Regions from separate parts of the Mus musculus genome. Here region 1 is linked to region 2. The links are chromatin contacts, called in public Hi-C maps. All regions are on one chromosome and are shown on one strand. Each heading gives the region's core, a stretch centred on a gene start, on an enhancer-like site or on the middle of the called end of the contact. The rest is flanking DNA. Distances are from core to core; before and after follow the strand shown. Region 1 has its middle 61 kb from the start of Gm23056. Region 2 has its middle 120 kb from the start of Cxcr4.

What was found. A called contact is a pair of places that touch in the nucleus more often than the background predicts.
Region 1: a contact with region 2 is called in a Hi-C map of the N1E-115 cell line, with 9 times the contacts expected there. The contact joins two enhancer-like sites. A contact is called at or near these places in 2 of 39 promoter capture datasets (the C10 cell line and pre-B cells), 1 of 15 datasets of contacts at CTCF or cohesin (large pre-B cells), 25 of 484 Hi-C or Micro-C datasets (B cells, the C10 cell line, CD8 T cells and 19 more) and 6 of 115 datasets of contacts at active chromatin or transcription factors (CD8 T cells, the HPC-7 cell line, bone marrow-derived dendritic cells and 3 more).

What each region holds. Positions count from the first base shown.
Region 1 is chr1:128,822,699-128,827,149 of GRCm38.p6, reverse strand. No RefSeq gene overlaps it. Among named protein-coding and RNA genes, the nearest start is that of Gm23056, 61 kb to the left of the region's middle. Within about 2 kb of position 1,644, at least 65 of the 459 cell types and tissues checked have an H3K27ac peak or open chromatin away from gene starts, as enhancers often do. A contact at or near this core is called in B cells, the N1E-115 cell line, double positive thymocytes and 1 more, where this site is marked.
Region 2 is chr1:128,708,693-128,713,389 of GRCm38.p6, reverse strand. No RefSeq gene overlaps it. Among named protein-coding and RNA genes, the nearest start is that of Cxcr4, 120 kb to the right of the region's middle. Within about 2 kb of position 1,954, at least 56 of the 459 cell types and tissues checked have an H3K27ac peak or open chromatin away from gene starts, as enhancers often do. A contact at or near this core is called in B cells, the N1E-115 cell line, double positive thymocytes and 1 more, where this site is marked.

The DNA.
Region 1 (4,451 bases), core at 395-2,894, 110 kb before region 2:
CGCTTTGAGTTCCTGCCTGGACCTTCCCTTCATGATAGACTGTGACATGGAACCCAAATAAACCTTTTCCTCCCCTAAATTGCTTTCAGTCAGAGTGCTTTGCCACAGGAACAGGAAGAAAAGTAGGGACCTCTGCCTTGCACCATCTCTCTGCGAGACTTCCGGCTTACAAAGCAGGGCCTTTTTCTCTCTCTCTCTCACATGGGCCTGCCTGGAAGATCGATCCAGGAGCCATTTATATTCAGGAGAGAGAAGAGACTTCATTTGATGTACAAGCAAACATTTGTATTCTCATCTGCGAGTGGAGTGCTATGCCCGGCTCTGTGGGCACTTGATGTCTAATTGTGCCGCAAATCCAGTTTGATTGGCCGCCGTGCTTATTTATTCTCTGCATTGTAATTGCTTAGACACATTGGACCGACCAAACTTATAAATGGCAAATTAAACAAGAGGCAAATGTGCTGGCCGACATACGGGCCGTATTGATCCAGGCAGGTTGATGCAGAGCATGAAACAGGTCTTTGAACGGGCAGCCAAACTTTCCAGAACTATTGACAGTTTTCCCCAAGGCCTTTCAATAAGCACACGTCGACTCTTGGCTTTTGAATTGCCTAACCTTTGGGTGGTGAAATCGCAGCATGTTGTTTTAATCTTTTTATAATGGACTAGAGTTCAATTTAGAAAAACAAAACAAAAAACAAAACAAAATTAAAAACAAAGCATGTCTCCTGAGTGCTGCAGGCAGGAGGCTATAAAGGTTTCAAGCAGCTCTGAAGCCACACTCATCTCCCAAAAACCTGTACTACGTTCTCCATCAAACCCCACTTCTGCTGATCTTCTCTTTAAACAGAGTCCTGGGAGCAGCAGAGGCATCCCCTAGGCAACTGTTGGAGAGCGGGGATGGGGGGTAAAGGGGGATGACAGTATAAAGTCCTGAGTTCAGATCTCCAGCACCCACAGAAAAGGCTGGGCCTGGCACCACACATTGTAATGCCAACACTGGGAACCCCTGGCCAGCCAGTCTCACCAAGTCAGTAAAACACTTTGTCTCCAAAATAAGGTAGAGGGCGGGTGAGATCTCAGCAGGTGTAAGCTCTTCTTTCCTAGCCTAGCTACTGAGGACAAGCCCAGGACCCACCTGGTGAAGAGAACTGACTCCCACAAGTTGTCCTGTGACCTCCGCATGGACACCGTGACACCTCCCCTAACTCCCCAAAAGATTTTTTTTGAAAAATTAGTTTGGATTTTTTTTTTTTTTTTTGAGACAGGATCTCCTATTTAGTCCTGGCTGTCCTGGAACTCACTATGTAAACCAGGCTGGCCTTAAACTCACAGATCTCCTTTCTTCTGTCCCCAAAGTGCTGGGATTAAAGGTTTGTGTCACCACATCTGGCCTCCACACGCTCCTGGACATATGGAAACACATACAAAACAAAGTCATGACAGCTAAGTCCTCTGTCCCTTTCTCTGAGCATCTCCCTTCTCTACACGACTGGAAGCAATGGCTTGCTTGTAGCATCCGCCTAATAAAGGTATGCTGTTTGTTGGGTAAATAGCACAGGGAAAGGGCCCTGAAGAGGAAGGAGGGTTGTGGAGAACCAAATGCACCCTGGAGACCATCTACTTCCCGTTTGCCCAGAGTCGGACCCTGGGGCCCAGAGCCGACTCCTTTCCCCAGCACAGTGCTGTAAGCTGAGTGTTCATCTGGAGCAGCTAAGACTCCGACCGATTTCTGGGCTTCTTCCCAAGAGTTTCCCATCCAGCCGGGACCAAGAGGCTGCGAGTTCTTAACAAGTCACAGGCAATATCAATGCTGCTAGTGCAGGAGTCACACTTAGCAAGCCCACACCCAGGGACTGGGGGTGACTCAGTCAGTAAAGTGCTTGACTTAACTCTTAGGATCTGAATTTAATTCCCAGAAACATTTTAAAAAGAAAAGAAAAGTCAGACACAGTGGCATGCATCTGTACTCCCAGCCCTGAGGAAGTGGGAACAGAGGGATGCCTGCGACTTACTGGCCAGTCACTCCTGTCTGAGTCATCTCCAGACCAAGGAGAGCCCAACAACGGAGATAAGAGTGTGTGTGTGTGTGTGTGTGTGTGTACACATGCATGTGTGTGCCACTGTTTTAAAGGACCCAAGATTCCAGCACCCATAAAGGGCAGCTCACAACTACCTGTAGCTCCAGCTCCAGGGATCCTGACATTCTCTTTTGTCACTCATCTGCACACACTCAAGCAGATGCACACACATATACATAATTAAAAATAAAACAAATCTTTCAAATAAAAGGGTTTTTTAAAAGAAAGAAAGAAAGAAAGAAAGAAAGAAAGAAAGAAAGAAAGAAAGAAAGAAAGAAAGGAAGGAAGGAAGGAAGGAAGATCAAAGAAAACCAGTGCTGGGCAGGTGAGACTCCGCCCCCACTGCAAGCCTCTGTCTTACCTTGCATAGTATTAAAACTTTTGCTTTAAACCTCTCAAAACTTGGCTCAAACCATTGCCCAAAGGCGGGTCCAAAAATAACTACAACCAGAACGAGAATGACTTCTCCTCCTTCAAGGCATAGGGAGGTCGCTACCCTGGCATTGTGGCAGTTACTTTGAAGAATCAGAGAGCAGAAATGGAAGGTGCATCTAGCCTGTCAGAAGACTCTGCCGAGGGAGCAGGTAGAATTGGATCCTTTCTGGCAGGTTGTTCCACAGACATCATTAGCTACAGAGGTTGCCCGGCCACTAGATGGCAGTCCTCAATTGACGTTCGAGTAACTTGGGTCGTTGGCCTCTAAACCCACTGATATCCACAAGGACAATAAAAAGCAGATGATGAATTTGATGGACTAAAATAGGCTAGCTTCTCTCCCGGGAAACTTGGCATTAAACAAATTCATTTAGCAAATGCAGAGCCTAGAACAATGACCCAAAACGGGGCTGCAAGCATTCCTTTTGGTCTCTAAAGGCAGGACCAAAGTTCCCACACTTAAGTTAGGAAGCACGGAGCCAACTGGTCGTATGGGAAACAATGCAGCGGAAAAGTAAATCTGTGGACCCCCAAAACATGAGGATAAGACATCTGGCTGTTATAATGCAAGTGATAGTAACCTGAAATGAGATATTATTAAAAGATGTATTGAAGTTTTCGAGCCAGGCATGGGGACACATTCAAGAGGCTAAGGCAGAGGGACTGTGCATTTGACACCAGCACAGACTGCAGACTGAGAATCTGTCAGAGAAAGAGGGATGGGGAAGGAGAAAGAAAGAGGACTAAAATCCACAGGAGAGGAGAAACTTAAACAAGTGGAAAATTGTTTCAATATATATTTTCTGATGGCCAGCCCAAACATGGCACACTATAAATAACAGGCAGTGTTTTCCATGTCAAAGTGGAGACTCACAGCTTGTGGGCTGGAAAACTAATGAGCTATAAGCATGTATGAAATGAGGGAGCTGTCAGCATGTCCAGAGTGGGTGACGGCCACAGGGAGCAAAACCATCCAGAAAGCACAATTGCCACCCCCTCTGCTCAAACTGCCACCTCAGCCGTCTCTCACGGGAGCTGCGTGTGGACGCACTTGGGCTTCCTGTCCCGAGGCTTCAGAAAGTTAGGCATAATCCCAATAAAAATGTAGGAGGTTTTTTGGTGCTGGGATTCTCTGGATAATTGCTTTCATTTTCACTGGCCATGTTGCAGAACCCCTGAATGTTATATGGGCCTTTCCTTTATCTCGTTGACGACATCTGCTGTTTGCAGACTCCACTAATCACTGGAATCACCCAAGAGCTCTTCCCCAAACCCAAACCACCCCAACCTATTGCTGCAAATCTTATGAAGTAGCAGTGGCATGAGAAAGCTGTGCTGGTTTCTAACATACGCACACCATAGGTTGTGTACGCTGTGTGCATAACTCTTATGCTCTATTATTGATGGCATAATAACAAGAAAAAAGCCCGTGTGGGTTCCATACGAAGGTGTGCTTGTGTACGTGTGTGTGTTCATGTATGTGTAGGCTTGTGTACATGTGTATGTTCATGTATGTGTAGGCTTGTGTACGTGTGTGTGTCCATGTATGTGTAGGCACATTGTACATGAATAAACATAAATCTGGAGGCCGAAGGACAACCTCCACTGTCATCTCTTAGAAGCCACCCACCTTAATGTTCCTGAGGATCTCTTGTGGAACCTGCTAAATAGGGTAGACCAGCTGGCTAAGGGAACCCCCAAGAAGCTTCCTGTCTCCACTTCCCTAGCACTGAGTTTACAAGCATACACTACCATGCTTTAATTTTAACACAGGTTCTGAGTATTGAACTTGTGTTCTCATGCTTGTAAGGCAAGCACATTACCAATGGAGCCATCACCCAAGACCTCAAACACCATTTAAAAAAAAGAAAAGAAATTAGTCCAAGTTAGGTTAAATCTACAAGTCCAGCACCTGCCTAGACAGTGGACCACTGG
Region 2 (4,697 bases), core at 705-3,204:
ATGACATGCTAGTTAAGTATTGAAATAAGTACATAAAAAGATTCAGTCATATAGTATCTAAAATCAGCTTGTGTTTGGCCAGTAGTGTATAAAACTGTGTTTTGGAAACCATGAATGTAGTCTAAACTATATGACACAAAGAAAGGGGGAAATTACCACGCCACCCCCTGTCACTGCTATGATCCAGGGCCAAAGTAGATAGGGCCGTGCCTTCCTCTGAGAGTAAGGTGGGGCTGAACTATCATGGGGTACCTGGCTGTGGGAACAGCCCACACACAAACAAGCTTCCACGTCACTCACTGACCAGGACCGGAGATTGCATGAGTCTCAACCCAGAGGGCGTGGTGTCTGGGTTTCCATTCTGCACGGACATTTCACAACGCTGGGCCAGGAGGAAGTGGAGATGCCTTTGAGTAGCTGTGGGGCCCATGCTACAGGAGGTACAGAAAAGCATTCTGGAAGATGTGGGAGGGTCCTTGCTGCATTCATCCAGCCTTGCTCCTCCCTCCCCTCCCAGCATTGATTCCTCAGTCCCAAATAGACTCTGAGCCTTGCTATGGCCCTGTAGCTAATGTGAGCAGCTCTTCGCCCAGCTCCAGGCTTCCCACAGCCCCAGTTGAGATGGCCTCCTGCCTGCCTTAGAGCCAGCCTGAGGAGAGCCAGAAAAGCCAGCACACTGCCCTGCTGTGCCCCGTGAGGAGTCACTGGGCCCACACCTATGGCTACCAGTGTTCTTCAGTCCCTGTGAGTGATGTAAGAGACCAGGAGGGAACAGAGACTGATAGACACCTATCCTCATCCGCACCCCGATTCCTAACTTCCCTCCTTAAGCAGGCCTAGGTACGTTTCTGCTTTTTTGTTTTGTTTTTCATTTTTTATTTTTTATGTTTTATGTTTTGGTTGGGGAGGATTTTTTTTGTTTTTGTTTTTCTATTTTTTGTTTGTTTATCTGTTTATTCTATTTTGGTCCAGATCTTAAATATTCCACACTGGCTTCAAATCATTTTGCAGCTAAGGATGACCCTGTATTTTCCATTCTTCTGCCTCCACCTCTTGCATACTGGGGCTATATAGAGGCTTGGACCACCACATCTGATGTATAAGGTGCTGGGATGGAACTCAGGGCCTGGTGCATGCGGGGCAAGCACTCTACCAACTAAGGTTCATCCCTAACACAGCCCCTGGAAGGTCACAGGCAACATGTCTAACTTAAAATGCTTCTGGGATTGGAGATTTAGCTCAGGGGTAGAAGACTTACCTAGCAAGGGCAAGGCCCTAGTTTTGGCGCTCAACACCAGGGCAGGACAGCTCCAGAACCTCTTTACCTGAGACAAAACAGTAAGAATCCAAACAGTTCTGTGTTCCATCCCTGTGCAAATGACAACGGGATTGAACGGTCTGCTGTGGGCTGATGGAATGAGTCTCAAATGCCAGGTGGTACACCCTGCCCTGCCATTTTAACCATTCTGTCAAGAGACACAGTCAGAGACATTAAGTAACTACACAAGAACAAGATTGCACAGCTCTAGGTAGCATTACTCGTGTATCCCGCTCCATCACCTTCTGTATTCCCAGTAAAGGGTAAAGGCTATCAGAAAGCAAGAGAGGCCACCGGTAGGGTACCAGGGCAAAACAGATTTAATGCAGCTGCCTACCCATCCCCGGAGGATGAACATAAAGGGGTGGGGTAGACCAGCACAATGGCAGCTGGCCTAGTGGCTTCTTCTCATTTGTCCCTCTTATCACCACAGTCCCACACTCAGCTGAATCTCCTCAAGGTCATCTACTGAGCACCTATCCCCAGGGTTCTCTGACTGGCTTTTCAGGGTCTGTACAGTTGACAGCTTGAATGTGACAAGATCAGAGCTGAAAACAGAACCCCATAACTGAGTCTCAGACAAGCGCCAGTGGCCATCCCAGGGGACCCTATGATGGATGGCCCTCTCTCAGAATGTCTCGGGGGACAGCTAGAGAGAGCTGAGGTCTGCAGAGCCTCACCGTGTCTGACAGGAGGTCAGCTGCTGTTTTAATGATGGCCCAGTGCCAGCCACCTCTCCCTTCTCAGAAGCTCACATGGAGGAGGCCTGTGTCTGTTTTGAGATAGACAACACACACTGTGGCCTATTCTCCACTGTTCTAGCACAACTCAGCCCCCAGTCCCATTGCTCATCACAGTCCAGGACCTGAAGCTGAGCGCACTGAGAGAGTGCTCATCCAAGCATGGTGTTCCCTGCCTGCCTCCTACACAGGTATACACACTACGTCATGAGACAAAAAGCTGACTTACACAGCACAGGCTGAAGAGAATCAAAGAAAAGAGGGAGGGGGAAGATAAGAAGGAATCAATGGATGGATGCACGGATGAATGGCTATACAGATAGACAAATGCATGGAGACATGGATGGAGAGAGGGAGAAAGGGATGAACAAATGGGTGGGTAGGTAGGTAGATGGATGGATTCAATACTTGTTGGGTACCTGCTAGGTCCCAAGCCCTGCTGTAAGCACTGGGAACAGTGAGGAAAACAGACATAGCCCTGCCCTCTGGGAGCTGACTGCCTAGGGTAGTTTTATATAGAGGGACTTTTTGGAGAGACATGCTTACAGGGTACTCAGAAGATAGTAGATCCAATACAAGGGGGATAGAGCAGTGCACCCCTCACAGGCTTCTGCCTTGACTCCTGTCAAGAGGTTTTGCTACATTGTGAATCTGGAGACTTAGGGGGTCTTCAAACCAACTGTGCCTCAGAAATCACATGATGATTCTAAATCACCTTAAACAGATTCCTACAGCCTACTGAGAGACTCTGTTTCTGGTTCTAGGAGGGAGATAGAGAGAGGTAAGGAGAGATGGAGAGAGGGGAAAAGAGAGCGGGGAGGTGGGGGGAGGCCACTTGGAGGTGGCCTGAGGTGTTATTTTTCAGCTGCTGACCACCTTGGGTTTTTGAGACTAGAATTTACCAAGTAAGCTAGGTTGGTGGACCAGGGAGCTCCAGAAAGCCATTTGTCTTCTTCTGCCTTCCTTGCACTGGGATCACAAATGGACACCTCTTTTTTTTTTTTTTAAATCAGAGCTGAGGACTGAACTCAGGGTCTTGTGCTTACTAGACAAGTGTTCTACCATTGAGCTAAATTCCTAATAACACTTTTCAGCATCCTGGAGTCCCCAGCACCTCGCCCCAGAAACACATGTTCACTTAGCATGTGTAAACTTAGTACTCAATGAATGGAAGGCGGTGACTATGGGGATTTCAGGGTTCAGGGCCATCCTGAATAGCTGGCCTGCCTTTCTGTGTTACTTTGCATAGACAGGCTGTCTGAGACCAAATAACACTTTTTTTCACATAATATTTTTTTCACATAATATATTTTGATTATGTTTCCCCTCCTATGATTCCTTCCAGATCCTCCCTACTCACCCAACTCTATGTTCTCTCTCTCTCTCTCTCTCCAAAACAAACAAACATAAACAAAAAGACAGGAAACACACAAAAATGGAAATAAAAACATACAAATATATTAAAACAAACAATAAAATAACAAAAAAGTGCCCAAACAAAGTAAAATGAGACAGAAAGTCTACAAAAATACCACTGAGTTCTTTTTGTGTTGGCCGAATGCTCCTGACCATGCAAGCCTTTTTAACTGGATCCTGGGTGTTGAACTTGGGTTCATTATGCTTTCAAGGCAAGCACTGAACTGACTAAGCTTTCTCCAAAGCCCCAGGTCCATGTATTTGCAAAATATATATTCTATATGACTGTGGTGAAGACTGTGTCTTGAGAGACCTTTGTTCTTAACTACTAGTTCATGTTTCAAGGTAGCCAAGAGACTTAAATCAGTGTGGAAATGAATGAACAAGTGGGTGAGAAGGTGGGTGGATGGATAGATGGATAGATGAATGAATGGGTGGATGAATGAATGGGTGGATGAGTAGATGATTGGATGGTTGGATGGATGGATGGATGGACGGACGGACAGACGGATGGACAGACAGATGGACAGATGGATGGATGGATGGATGGATGGATGGATGGATGGATGGATGGATGGATGGATGGATGGATGAACAGATGGATGAGTGAATGGATGGACAGATGGACAAATGGATGGATGAGCATGTTTGAATACATGATTAAGAACTCATGTGTTGGCTCTGCTCTGTGGTATGGACAGAAGAACAAGAGGCTGATGTGGTGTAGACTCTCTCTGCATGTTAGTACCAAGTGATGCATATGCAGGAAGGGGGCAGGATGTGGGACTCCATGCTTGCCTCTGGGCCCCCAGGTCATCCTACCAGGGGAGTGTTGATGACTCAAGGTAAGTGGAAATAACCAGCCACAGACATCTCAGGGGTCTCAGACAGCCTGTCTCTGCAAAGTACCTCAGAAAAGACAGGCTGGCTATGTGGGATGGCCCTGAACCCTGAAATCCCCATAGTCACCGCCTTCCATTCATTGGGTACTAAGTTTATACATGCTGAGTGAGCACGGTTTTTCTGGGGCAAGGTGCTGGGGACTTGAGGATGCTGAAACCTGGTGGGAAAGACAAACGTTAATAAACAGAGGTCACCAAGGCTAAAACAGCAAGCCTCTGGATGTCTTTGCTGACAGAGAACAAACTTAGGAAATAACAAGCTGAAATGGAAGGGAGGGACCCCCAGGGTAAGCTAAGGGGCAAGGTTCCTCCATGGAGCTC